Linked DNA regions of Mus musculus: region 2 is linked to region 1. A link is a contact called in public HiChIP or PLAC-seq data. All regions are on one chromosome and are shown on one strand. Each heading gives the region's core, a stretch centred on a gene start, on an enhancer-like site or on the middle of the called end of the contact. The rest is flanking DNA. Distances are from core to core; before and after follow the strand shown.

Region 1 (5,793 bases), core at 1,339-3,838:
ATCACAGTAAGTGAGAAAGGAAGCGCATGAAGATGGAACAATCGCTGAAGACTGATTCCCCAGCTATAAGGAGGCAGCGGAGCACTTCAGCACCACAGTGGAGCCTGAGCATCACAGAGCATTCTGAAACTGATCCCTATCCTAAAAGAAATTGCCCTTGTTTGTTGTTTTATAGCTCTTTTAGTTTGTTTCTGGTTCATTCTTCTCATGTGAACTCCCACCAACACCCCCCCCCAAAATAACAACAAAAACTTATATTAACAACAAGAATTCCTGCTAGTGTTCCTACTTACATAAAAGATCAAATAAAGTAAAGGCCAAAAGAGCCATTTATGGAGCTGGAGCTTCTTACTTGATGATCTTCCTCCCTTACTGTAAAACCTAAACCATGCCTGGAGCTCTGATGGTTTTCACACCTAAACAAGCTCTCTGAGCTGATGCCTAGGAACCTGCGGACTCAGGAAACCTGTGCTGCTTACGGTGACAGATGTATCCTTCATTTGATGTTGAATAAAGAGAGTGCCTCCAACTCTGGCCTTGGTGCTGGATTCTTGCAGACCCTGTGTCCTCACTGACAGCTCCAGCCACCGCAGCCTGCCTGCAGGCTCCTGTTCTAGAGAGCCCTCCACCGAGTGACAGCCTTCTCAGGGGACTCCGAGGGAAAGTTCAAAGGTTGTTTGCAAAGACGGAAATGTGTTTCCTAGGTTATAGTGATTTGTATTTCTAAGGGGAGGTTCTGTCACCCAGATGCAGGCATGTGTAACTTAACGTTCATGGTGGACTTTATGTGTCCGCTGAGGAAAAGAAAATCAGCAGAGCTGCTGTTCCCTCATCTTCTTAGTAATCGTTACCTTAAATATTAAAATGAGAAATCTATATAGCAAAACGGGTAACTGGTATAGACTTGAAAATGTTCAGAAATTGAGCCTACCATTTATCAATTTAGGAAATGTTATTATGGAAACTTAGGTTGTGACCATTTTCTTTCTACCCAAAGCCTTTCTGTGGGATGTGGTCCCTTTCACAATTTTATTTTGGTTATAGGAGAACATTTCTCTGTCCTGTTAGTTGATAGGAATGCAGTAATGACACAGTGTGGCCGCGCTACAAATCAGAGTACATTAAGTGGCCAGAACACTGAGGGATGCTATCTCGTTTAAAATCGATTTTTACCAAAATGTGTGTGTGTGAGATCCTGTATATTATTATATATGTTAATCATATTATTTATAGTATATTAATTAGTACTTTATATATATATTAGTAAAATGAATACATAGTTGTCATATGCATGTATTATATAAAAGCTGAAGAAGAAGCAAGCCTACAAAGTCATAGGCTGTACACAGGAATCCTGGAGACTTTTAAAAGACTTGCTTTCTTCTATTTAGTAACCACGAAATAGCCTTCGACACTGCCGTCTCTAGGGGTTAGTCTGACGGCTGTGACTGGTAATTGTTGAACACTGCTGCCCCAGAAACAGAAGAGCTGGAGGGACGGCAGTGTCTGGGTGGCTCTCCTCTCCTCTCCTACTCTTCCTTCTGGGTCACTAAGACCTGCTCTCCCAGCTCGGTTTTCTTTTCTATATGCCCATCTGGTTCTTTCTTTCTTTCTTTCTTTCTTTTTTTTTTTTTTTGGAACACTGCTTTATTATAAGCATTTACTATGGTTTCAATTTAATAATTGCCTATAATAAAGGGATGTAGTTCACAGATGCATTTGAAAATACATGTGGTAAGTTTGAAATATTTTCACTAGGTAACATGAAATTAGAGCTTGCTTAGGTCTTTCCTATGAATTTCCTTTAAAGTTTAGTTTAAAAATATTTTTTTTTACATTGGAAGAAATCAGTTTTGAAAAAATATGCCTGTTAATAAGTGTTATATAACTTCCATATGAATAAGTCTTTTTTAGAAGATATATTTTAAAACATACTAATATTTGTAATGCCATAAAAATCTCCTCAGAGAAGTCCTTTATACTTTTATACTGAGGTTTCCAATCCACAGTATAGTAGAAACTTATAGTAGGAACTTGTGAACTTTTCCTTAGTAAAAACAGACACAAACTCTCCACTGGAAACATCGTTTTAAAGACATTGCTTACTTTAAAGACACGTCAGATGTTTATCTAAGTTTCCACTGTATTTTCTGTTCTATAAATTTTAATAATTCGATAAAATATTATAATATTGAGTATGAAAGGCAAAAGGTTGTCTATTTTCCTTTATCATATCTAATTATTTTTTCTTATGAAATCTAGGCGACGTAGTTACAGGAAGCGATGCTCAGGTTTCTGTTCCTGTCCAGGCTCTAACTGACCTCCAAGGTACAGTTGCCACCTCCCTGTCTACCATCTGTCTAATCACCCGTCTGTCATCTATTTATCCATCCTCTGTCTCTCTCTGTCTCTGTCTCTCTGTCTCTCTCTCTCTCCTCCCTCCCTCCCTCCCTCTCTCCTTCCCTCCCTCCCTCTTCTCTCATTTGTTGGCATGTACTGCCCCACCCCATTCTGGCCACTTACAGTGTCACAACTCTCTCCCAAACCCAGTTACTGGCCCTACTCTCCATTCAGCACACTGGTCCACTACCATAGTTTGGCCACTAAGTGGCACTGTTGTGTAAAACAAAAGTTCACTCTTAGGGCCTACTTTGGTGGCATCAGGCCTTGTGGATTTTCTGTTCACAGTGAAAACTCTTTTTCTTTGCCAAATATGATTCAACCTATGTTTGAGGTCATTTGCAACGTTATGTTCTGTAGGATGGCTGACACAAGGAAGGACTTTTGTTACTGGATGAATTGTTTGTAACAATATTTGACGAATTTGTTGTAAGATCTGTTTCTGTGTTTTAACTACCCATATTCCACCTAAAAAATTACCACTTGTCTTTTTCACAACCTGATTTTGAAATATTTTAAGTATTGCCTTCATATTAAAATTTTTGCCATACGATTTAACCAGTGTACAATGTAACCACCATAAATAGTGAGTCATAACAGTTTACAGTCAAAAACTAGCATTTTAATATTACCCATTAGTTTAGCTTAAGAAGTAAAAGCTTATCCATTTTCAGTACTTCCCATGGGATTTTAAGACATAAATATTTAAGATTACAATCATTAATCTTTTTCTTTGCACCTTTTAGTTGAAATACATTATAATGAGAATATTTATGTTACATGGAAGTTTAGAATTCAAGATTCTTTCATTCAAATTCAAGCTAAAATGAGAATAATAAAATAGTAATTAAACCTCATATCATGTTTGGCTTAATTTAAAATATTCATATGCATATAATAAACTAATCCTATTTATATTAAAATACTCTCCATCATTTTTCTTTTATCAAGATTTTATATTCAACAGTAATTATGGAACAAGCCAGTGTGCCTGCTGCAGGGCACACTGTTTTGTTGGCGCCAGGGTTCCCCAGTGTCCCTGCCTTCTTGGATGTTACTCTTGCTGTAGGGCTCTAAGACAACTCAGTCAGAACTGGCCCTTTGTCTGAATGTGTTTAGAATTCCCTTTGCCCCCACACTCTGACAGAGAGTTTGTCAGTCCGATAGAGAAGGTTCCAGCCACCGTGAGATGAACCTGGGGCAGAGGGAACAGGAGATGCTCTGCATCCCCTGAACTAGATAAGCCACTGTTTCCCTCAGCTCACTCACTGTAGCACCTGTTCATCTCATTGGGGTTTTTTGAGGAAAGAAAACCACAAAAATATTATCTGTAGGACATTACAGGAGCATAATACTATTTCTTCATTCTCTGACCTTCCTTCCAAGACATTTGCCAGCAGAGACTCCTAAGAGATGCTTGACAAATAACTTCCATTGTCCTAGAGTCCAAGGGACACAGCCATTTGCTTTGTGTGTTGAAAGGAAAAGGGAATGAAAAAAGGATAGACTATATCCAGACATGGTTGTGTCTGATCCCAATAATGCCTTTATGTGAAGTTAGAACCTCTGCATATATAGCCTATTCTAGGAGATCCACTCAATAAGCAGAACATAGCCTGGATTTCAGGGCACCATAGCAATCTGCTTCATATCTAATATAGTACACTGGTCCATACAGCTCTAGGACACTGCATAGCTTATACCTACATCCTGAGAATACCTAGCCCTCAGTTGAGTGAGGGCTGCGAATTTACCCTAGCAGGCCATGCCAGTGCTAACATTCCTTCTGAAAACTCTTCAGCTCAAGGCAACACTGTTCTGGAAGAAAAGGTTTTCAGAAGATCTCTGCAGGGAACTTCGTACAAAGACTGCTTTCTAAGTGTTGGTGTTTCCACAGTAACAAAAATATTATCAAGCTAGTTTACATAGTTAAGGAGGAAAATAAAACATTATATAGAGAGGTTTAATGCCACATCCAGGATTCAGAAATGTAATTATTTATTTTGGTATAGTTTTTAAGCTTGAACAAATCTGTTTGACTTATGCTAACACACACTAACACACATACCCCACAGGTCCTTGAACTAATGAATTAATCTTCTTGAGTCCCAATCTTGTCTTCTGTTGAGCTCTTCATTGAGTGGTTAGGATTGAATGGAATCAATCCATGATTGATCCAATCCATCAATTGGATGGTTATCAACAGCACAGTCCTGTTATAGTCACAATGTCTGTTTGATATCTTGTTCCTCTTTTTGATGACTTATTACTCAGGTAGGCAACCCTAGGCAGTGTGGGTACAGGAAAGGTAGGAGAAAGATGCACAGTGCTCCTCTCACACATTTGAGATCTAGAAACACAACATTTCTTATTCTGATTATCATTTATTCATGGAAATCATTGATTGATACAAAATGGGATAGGTTAATACGATTTTGTTCTTTGATAGTGTTATAATTTCTTTTAAATGGAACAAAGTCCCAATGGATTATAATAAAATTTACTTATATGTCACATATTCCTTATAAATGAATTAGATATATATGATTATGCAATGCCCACCATGTGCCTTCTTTCTGAAAGTATCCAAGGCAGCTAACATTTTACAAAATCTGATAGATATAACTGTTCACAACTCTTCCATTTTGGAAGAAAATAAGCTATAATAATCCACAAATACTAACGTGTTCTAAGGGTATAATAAAATTTAAATTATCCTATCTGGAATTTAGATTAACTATGATTTTGAACTATAATGTCAAGTATTGAGAGTCTAGAGAACAGAAGTGAGTTAATAATCAAAAAAGAGCAATAAGGAAAATTTCCCAGAGCTAAAGGAATGTACTGGCATGGAGATTGAGAGCAGTTAACAGGCAGAATGAAGACAGCCTGCCCGTCCCTAGAGGCCCCTCGGGGAACTCGGAAGAACTTGCTTGAGATGGGCACTGAAGGTTTCTAGAAAGGAAACAAGAAGGTTTGTGTAGAAGAGGGCTCTCAAGCAATCAAAATTTAACATGTGGAATTTTGTTGGTTATTTATTTGTTTATTGTTAAAGTTTTACACAACAGTTGTTTTGAATTAGGATTAAATGAAATGGTAAATTAGACATTGGTACATGTAAGAATTCAGTCCTGCCAGCAGGTTCACTTTCCTCTTGTTGATACAAAAAAAAAACTACCTCAAGAAGAGTAAGAGAAAGTTTACTCTGGGTCCAAATAGGAACAATCACAGCCTGGGAACACAGACTTTAAGTTACCTCAAATTCCATGTTCCAGTGCATCCCTGGATACATCCAGTTTCCTGGAGTTTTCATAGAAAGAGAACAAAGAAAACCATAAATCAAAGTGCTTTTCAAATACATTGGTGGAAACAGTAAGTAGGTGGTTATGGCAA
Region 2 (5,793 bases), core at 1,581-4,080, 1.0 Mb before region 1:
GTGTGTTTCTGAAAGACTCGGGTTCGATTCCCAGCACCCACGTGACATCTCACAACCATCTGTAACTTCAGTCCCAGCGGATGTGATACAGATCTCTTCTGAACTCCCCTGGCACCAGGCATGTAGATGATGAACATATACACGTAGGCAAAAGACCCCCCCCACACACATACACATAAAATAAGATGATTAGAAGTATCTTTAAACATAATTATACCACTTCATGCTGGATCCTATAGCAAAATACCTTAGACCTAGACACTAAAAAGGTGTGTGTGTGTGTTTATGCCACTTTAGAGTGGGTGCCTATAAACTTAGAGTTTGTAGATACTGCCTGTTACTGACTGTTAGGGATGGAAAGGAAGGAAGAAGAGAAGGAAATCCAGGCTGTTGGAAGCAAAGTGAGACCTTACTCTAAATGATGGGATTTATCTGATAAGCTGAATTACTAGGTAAGCATATGAGCGTATAAAAGAGGAAATGTTAATGCATTTTTGGGCTTCTGTTGTGCTCCAATTTTATATGTTCACAATAATAATCAGTAAAGGCTAAGCTTGCAGAGCCTCCATTCTCACCTGCCCTGCTCAGTGGGGACACTGGCACCTAGTTAGACAAGTCCCTACTTTGGCAAATCAAGGCAAGAAAATTTGAAGTCACCCAGGACTTGAAGGGAAAAACCTGAGCCAGGAAGAGAAACTCATGTTTTATGTTGTTTTGCTCTTTGTAATCACCCATAGCTTCTTGCTTTGCTTTCCAGGGGGCTCGTTGGCTTGGGGGTGGGGGGGCGAGGAGGAAGAAGAAGGGGAGGAGGAGCAGAAGGGGGAGGAGGTAGTTCCCCAAATGAAAATTAGTTCATATTTGTTTATGTCCTTATGCCTTTGGCATGGTATTTTGAATTATAAAAAAAAAGTTGAAAAAATTGGAGAATTCTAGGGAAATCAAGGATGGACGAGGGGGCTCTCAGAAAGCTGCCTGAACTATGTCATTTTGCTTCATTTAGAATGACCTCACCAAAAAAACAAAAACAAAAACAAAAAAAAACCAAACCAAACCAAAAAACAAAACACAAACAAAAACTCCCACTGCACCGTCGACGTGTTTGCTACCAAGGCTCAAATCGCTAGTCACCCACCGTGTCAGGCTTGATTCATAGGCAACCGACAGAAGAGGACCTGACAGAGCTTTTAGGAAAAACTGAATTCTCAGCCCACAGTCACTTTCCAGGAACTTGCCTGCAAACAGCTCTGCGCTGGAGGGATGGAACTCCCAGCAATCTCAATCCTGCCACCCTGACTGCCTTCGCTCCACATACAATTATTTATGGGGACTTAATGAGAGAGCAAGCCTTATGTGAAAGAACGCAAGAAAGTGCAGCTGCTAAAAACAGACCCAGGCAGTTCTACAGTCCTTATTTTTACAACTGAGCTTCTGCAATTCCTGCCACGAACCTAACAGCTCCACTCCTTGCCAAACACACAAAGAGAAAAGTAAAAACTGTTTTCGTTCTGCAACCCCCTTAACTTCGAGTAAACAGTAGTAATTTTCTATCGTCACGTTCAATGCAAATTTCCCAAAGGCGACACAACAGGAAACAAAAGACCTGTTAGTTGATAGCTTCCTTAGAGCTGGGGGTTGTGTGGGGAAGGAGTAGCAGGGGAGTGGGTTAAAGTTGATAGAGTCCAATTTCTCCCTAGCTTGGGGGTCCAAGCCTTCAGCTACTTTGACCTTTCAGAGTTCTTTGGAGCTTCACCAGTTGAAAAGGTCCCTGGGCCCAGCCTCCCCTCCTACGAAATCCGCATTTCTTGACCTCTTTGCCCCTGCTTTTGGGTGGGTCAGGGTGGGAGAAGAGACTTGGACAGTGGCTTAAGCATCTCCTTCTGGTTGGGTGCGTCGACCTACAGCTGCCGACAGGAAAATGATACTGATGCAAATAGCTGGGGTTGAGAAGGGGGTCTGCAAGAGGCCCCCTCCTCCTCCATCCACTATGTGTTCCTCAATAGGGGTGCCCAAGAGAAGAGGATAGCAAGAAGAGCCCATCAGTTTGAAGGGAAGGAGGTCCCCTCTAGGAAAGATCTTCTCCATCAAACATTGAAGAGAGGGGAAAACTTGGCCCGCATGCCCCTACTGGGGAGCGACACACCCCACACAAGCTGGCTTGCGGGGCGCGGGGGTTGTGCTCAGGCCTCTCACCTGACTTCCTCCTCCGCTGGCACACACACACACCAATGCCCCGCGCTCTGCACCCCCAAAGCCCAGGCAAACAACGACAAGAGGAAGCGGCGGGCGGCGAGGGTGCGCGGCGGGGGCGGTGCAGGTGAGGGCCGGGGCGGTGGGGCTCCGGGGCTCGCCCACACTTACCCTGGCGGCCGCGGGGTCGCTCTCCCGCAGCGACCCTGCACCCGGGCGGCGCTCAGGGATGTGGCGGCTGCGGTGGCTCGGGCTCGGCTCAGCTCGGGCTCCACTGCGCGCTCTCGGAGCCACCGGCCGCCCAGGATCCTGCCGCCAGGGGGAGAAGCGGCCGCGGGCGCGGGGGAGGCAGGCCGGGCCCGGTCGCTCCCGCTGTGGGGTCCGCAAGCCCCCCACGCGGGCGAGAGGCGAGAGCGCGGCGCCCCAGGCACGCACGGCCCCCGGCCAGCGTCGGGGGGCTCTCGTGGGGGCGCCCCGATCGCCCGCGCCGCGCTCTACACTGCGGGCTCCGAGCGGCTCCCGCGCCCCCTCCCGCGCCCCGCCCCGCCCCCGCCCCTTCCCTTCCCCCTCGGCCCCGCGCGCTCCCCGCTCGCTGCTCGCCGCGCTCTGCCCCCTTTAAACGCCCACTTCGGATGGGGAGAGGAGACAACTTGAAGTCAAGTTGCCATTAACTTCCGCGGCGGCCGCCAGCTCGGCGGCGGGGAGGTGGCAGCAGCTGCAGCCGCCGCCCGGGAAGTCCGCCGCCCGGCGCGCCCGCGCGGGGAGCCGACCCGGCCTCGGCCCGCACCGCTGGCCCGCGCTGTCCCGGTTCCACGCCTGAGTGAGTCCCGCTTCTTTGCTCCCTGCCAGTGCTGCTCCCGCTCTGGGTCTCTTGCCCGGCTCGCCTCCGTTTTCTGCGGATGCGGAACCGATCCAAACTTCTCAGTGGCCCCGGCTGGGGCGACTCTGCGCCCCTCGCGTGCCGGGGTCTTGCTGGCCCTTCTCTCGAGCGCGCTCAGACATTCGGGAGGACTGGGCTGGTGAAGTGAGGGTCATGGCCGGGATGCGGACTTACTTGGCGTCTTTGCCTCTCCCGCACACCTGCCCGGCAGGAGTCCCTCGTTAGACACTTTAGTCCAGGTCGTGGGCATGGCCCGCTTTAGAGGACGAAGGCGGCGTGGGGGGAAGCCCTCGGCGGGCGAGTGGGGAAAAGGGAGCCGCTCAGTGAGCCCCGGTGCGGGGAAGGAGGCGAGGTGCGGGGTGGAGTTGGAAAGGTCGCGCGCCAGATCTGGAGTTCACTTAGCATCCTCTCCCATCTCATCTCCCCCTGTTCTTTCCCGGCCAGCCCTACTTTGCTGGTGGCGAGCGGAGGTGGAGAGGGGCCTGGGAAGTTTGTGGCAACTTCTCTATCCCGAGAGCCACTCGGGCGCTGGGCGCTCAAGTTGGAGCCCAGAGTTTGAGAGCCGAAGAACAGCGCTCGTGCAGCCCACGCCGGCGATCGCGGGTCGGTCCTGGAGGGTGATTCGGGTTTGGGCTTGGGCGGGAAGCCGAGGGAGGTACATGGTGTCTTAGCTGGGACTGTGGCCCCACAGGTGCAGCCCAGGGGGCAACTCCTCATTTCCCTGCGACAGTACACACCCGAGAGCGGCGGCCTTCTACAGTGTTCCTCCATTGCAGAGCTCCCAGGGTGGCCGAACTGGGGTTGGGCAGCTCGAATGCAAGGGACTGAGGGGGCAAGCGGCAGGTCCAGATGGTGACACGTGCGTGTGCTTGGCCCAGCAAAAGGCGCTAAACAGGTCCCTTCTGGGATGATCCCAGAAGACCAAGAGGACAGCAGCTTAGAGCTCAGGGTAGAGGTTTTGACCCTGGCCTCCACCAGGGCCAGGTTTTACTTAACAAGATGTCAACCACAGGCTCATCTCTTAAAATGTCCGGTTGACAACTTTGACCTCTGCACCCTTTCTGGGAGAACTTTCTCTGAGGCATGTAGGATTCCCAGGGTTAAGACGTGGATTTCACTTGTCCATAGGGACCGGAAGACACCCAATTCCCTGGAGAGAACCTTTTCTGCTCCCGATTGATTGGCTGGGGTTCCATGTTTGTATCCTTGGAGGCCAGAGAACCCAACTTTCCCAAGACAGAAGAGGGGAATGAGCAAGAGTCTGGTCTCTTTCTGCCAGAAGTCAGGTTCTGTCCTTAAGCAGTACCTGGATTTTTTACAGTGTTTGTGCCTGGTGACAGAAGCTCAGCCTTCCAAAAACTTTACTTAATTTTACACCTTGTCCAGAGTGGATTTTCTGAAAGAGTGAAATTTTATTTTGTAGTCAGATTCTCCAGATAGGTAGGTAGGTAGGTAGGTAGGTAGATAGATAGATAGATAGATAGATAGATAGATAGATAGATAGATAGATAGATAGATAGATGAGTAAGTTATGCCATACTTTAAATCCAAAGAAAGCAAGGGTTGCGGTGCTGGCTCTATAACCCTTTATGAATCTCCCATGTGGAACTCGGGCTATGACTTAGCAGCGGTTCTTTATTTCTATGGCATATTATTTTTGTAGAACAGTAGTAAGCGCATACACTGCCTGCTCCAGTCTGCTGGCAAACATTAGCATTCAAGCTTACATTTTTGACAAATGTGCAGACAGGAATAGCATGAATAGGCATCTTAAATATTAACAACCCAAGCATCTGTTGTGAAACAAATTTAATATATTTACTCAGTCTTTCTCACATTGTTAGGAAAGGTTATAATAAGTGCTTAATTTCAACTTAACTTAGCAGAAGTAACTGGCGGCATCATTCACTACCTCCCAAGCTCTAACACAGTTACCACGCAGAAATACTTTAATTAACTTGGTTAAGGGCATTGTTAAATAAATACATTTTAAGCAATGTGCATACTATATAACATGCAACAGTAGCGAAATAGTCATCCCGTTTGTATGCATTTTAAATGACCTCATCTTATAAATATACCAAGTATGTTTAGTCTTCATCTCTATTTGACACTTATTAGTTCATTTTTTTCTAATGGAAACAATATTTTAAATGTAGAGTTGTTCAGTCATATGTAATACATAATATGTAAACAGTAGCAATAAAATACAGAGCATTGTTAAATTTGAATATGGCTACATGTAACAAGGTTATGCAAGAGAAATAAAATCACTGCTCAATTTTGTTTTCCTTTCTGAATAATGAATACAGATGATGGATGAAAAAGGAACAAATAGGGATTTCCTCCCTGAAGTAATAGCTTCTTAAAATGTATGCGAGGTAGGGGAGGGAGAACAATGATAAAGACCTAAAGAACTTCCCAAATCCACATAGCTATTTCCAGAATCAATGCATTCCTTACTTTCCCACAAGCTGAAATATGTAATAAATAATAGTTCTTTGTATGTAAAAGTATTCAAAAGGAATGCCTTTTGTTCCCTTGTAATAAATTAATATATTCTTCTTTGGTTGATAATCTACAAAAGTAGTTCCTTGTCTCTTTGGCATTTTCAACAAAAGCAACAACAAAATGAATATTGGTTTATTCTTCAAAGAAGTCTGTTGCCAGCTATATGAACCTGTGACTGAGTAAGATATGATGCTGTTGAGTGATAGCTGAGAAAC

What was found. HiChIP or PLAC-seq counts read pairs in DNA pulled down with a chosen protein or histone mark.
Region 2: an H3K4me3 HiChIP or PLAC-seq map of pro-B cells shows a contact between it and region 1, with 7 times the contacts expected there. The contact joins the promoter of Satb1 here to the enhancer-like site in region 1. A contact is called at or near these places in 11 of 39 promoter capture datasets (the C10 cell line, the HPC-7 cell line, cranial neural crest and 8 more), 3 of 115 datasets of contacts at active chromatin or transcription factors (embryonic forebrain, forebrain and pro-B cells) and 1 of 9 other capture datasets (embryonic stem cells).

What each region holds. Positions count from the first base shown.
Region 1 is chr17:50,792,461-50,798,253 of GRCm38.p6, reverse strand. All of the region lies in intron 17 of Tbc1d5 (TBC1 domain family, member 5), which reads left to right. It overlaps Gm41598 (a long non-coding RNA gene), which reads right to left. Exons shown (of 2, transcript XR_876871.2): 1 at 5,657-5,793; 2 at 4,664-4,750. Among named protein-coding and RNA genes, the nearest start is that of Gm41598, 4.5 kb to the right of the region's middle. Within about 2 kb of position 2,588, at least 8 of the 459 cell types and tissues checked have an H3K27ac peak or open chromatin away from gene starts, as enhancers often do. A contact at or near this core is called in pro-B cells, where this site is marked.
Region 2 is chr17:51,829,684-51,835,476 of GRCm38.p6, reverse strand. Satb1 (special AT-rich sequence binding protein 1) reads left to right here and starts at 2,830. Exons shown (of 11, transcript NM_009122.2): 1 at 2,830-3,007.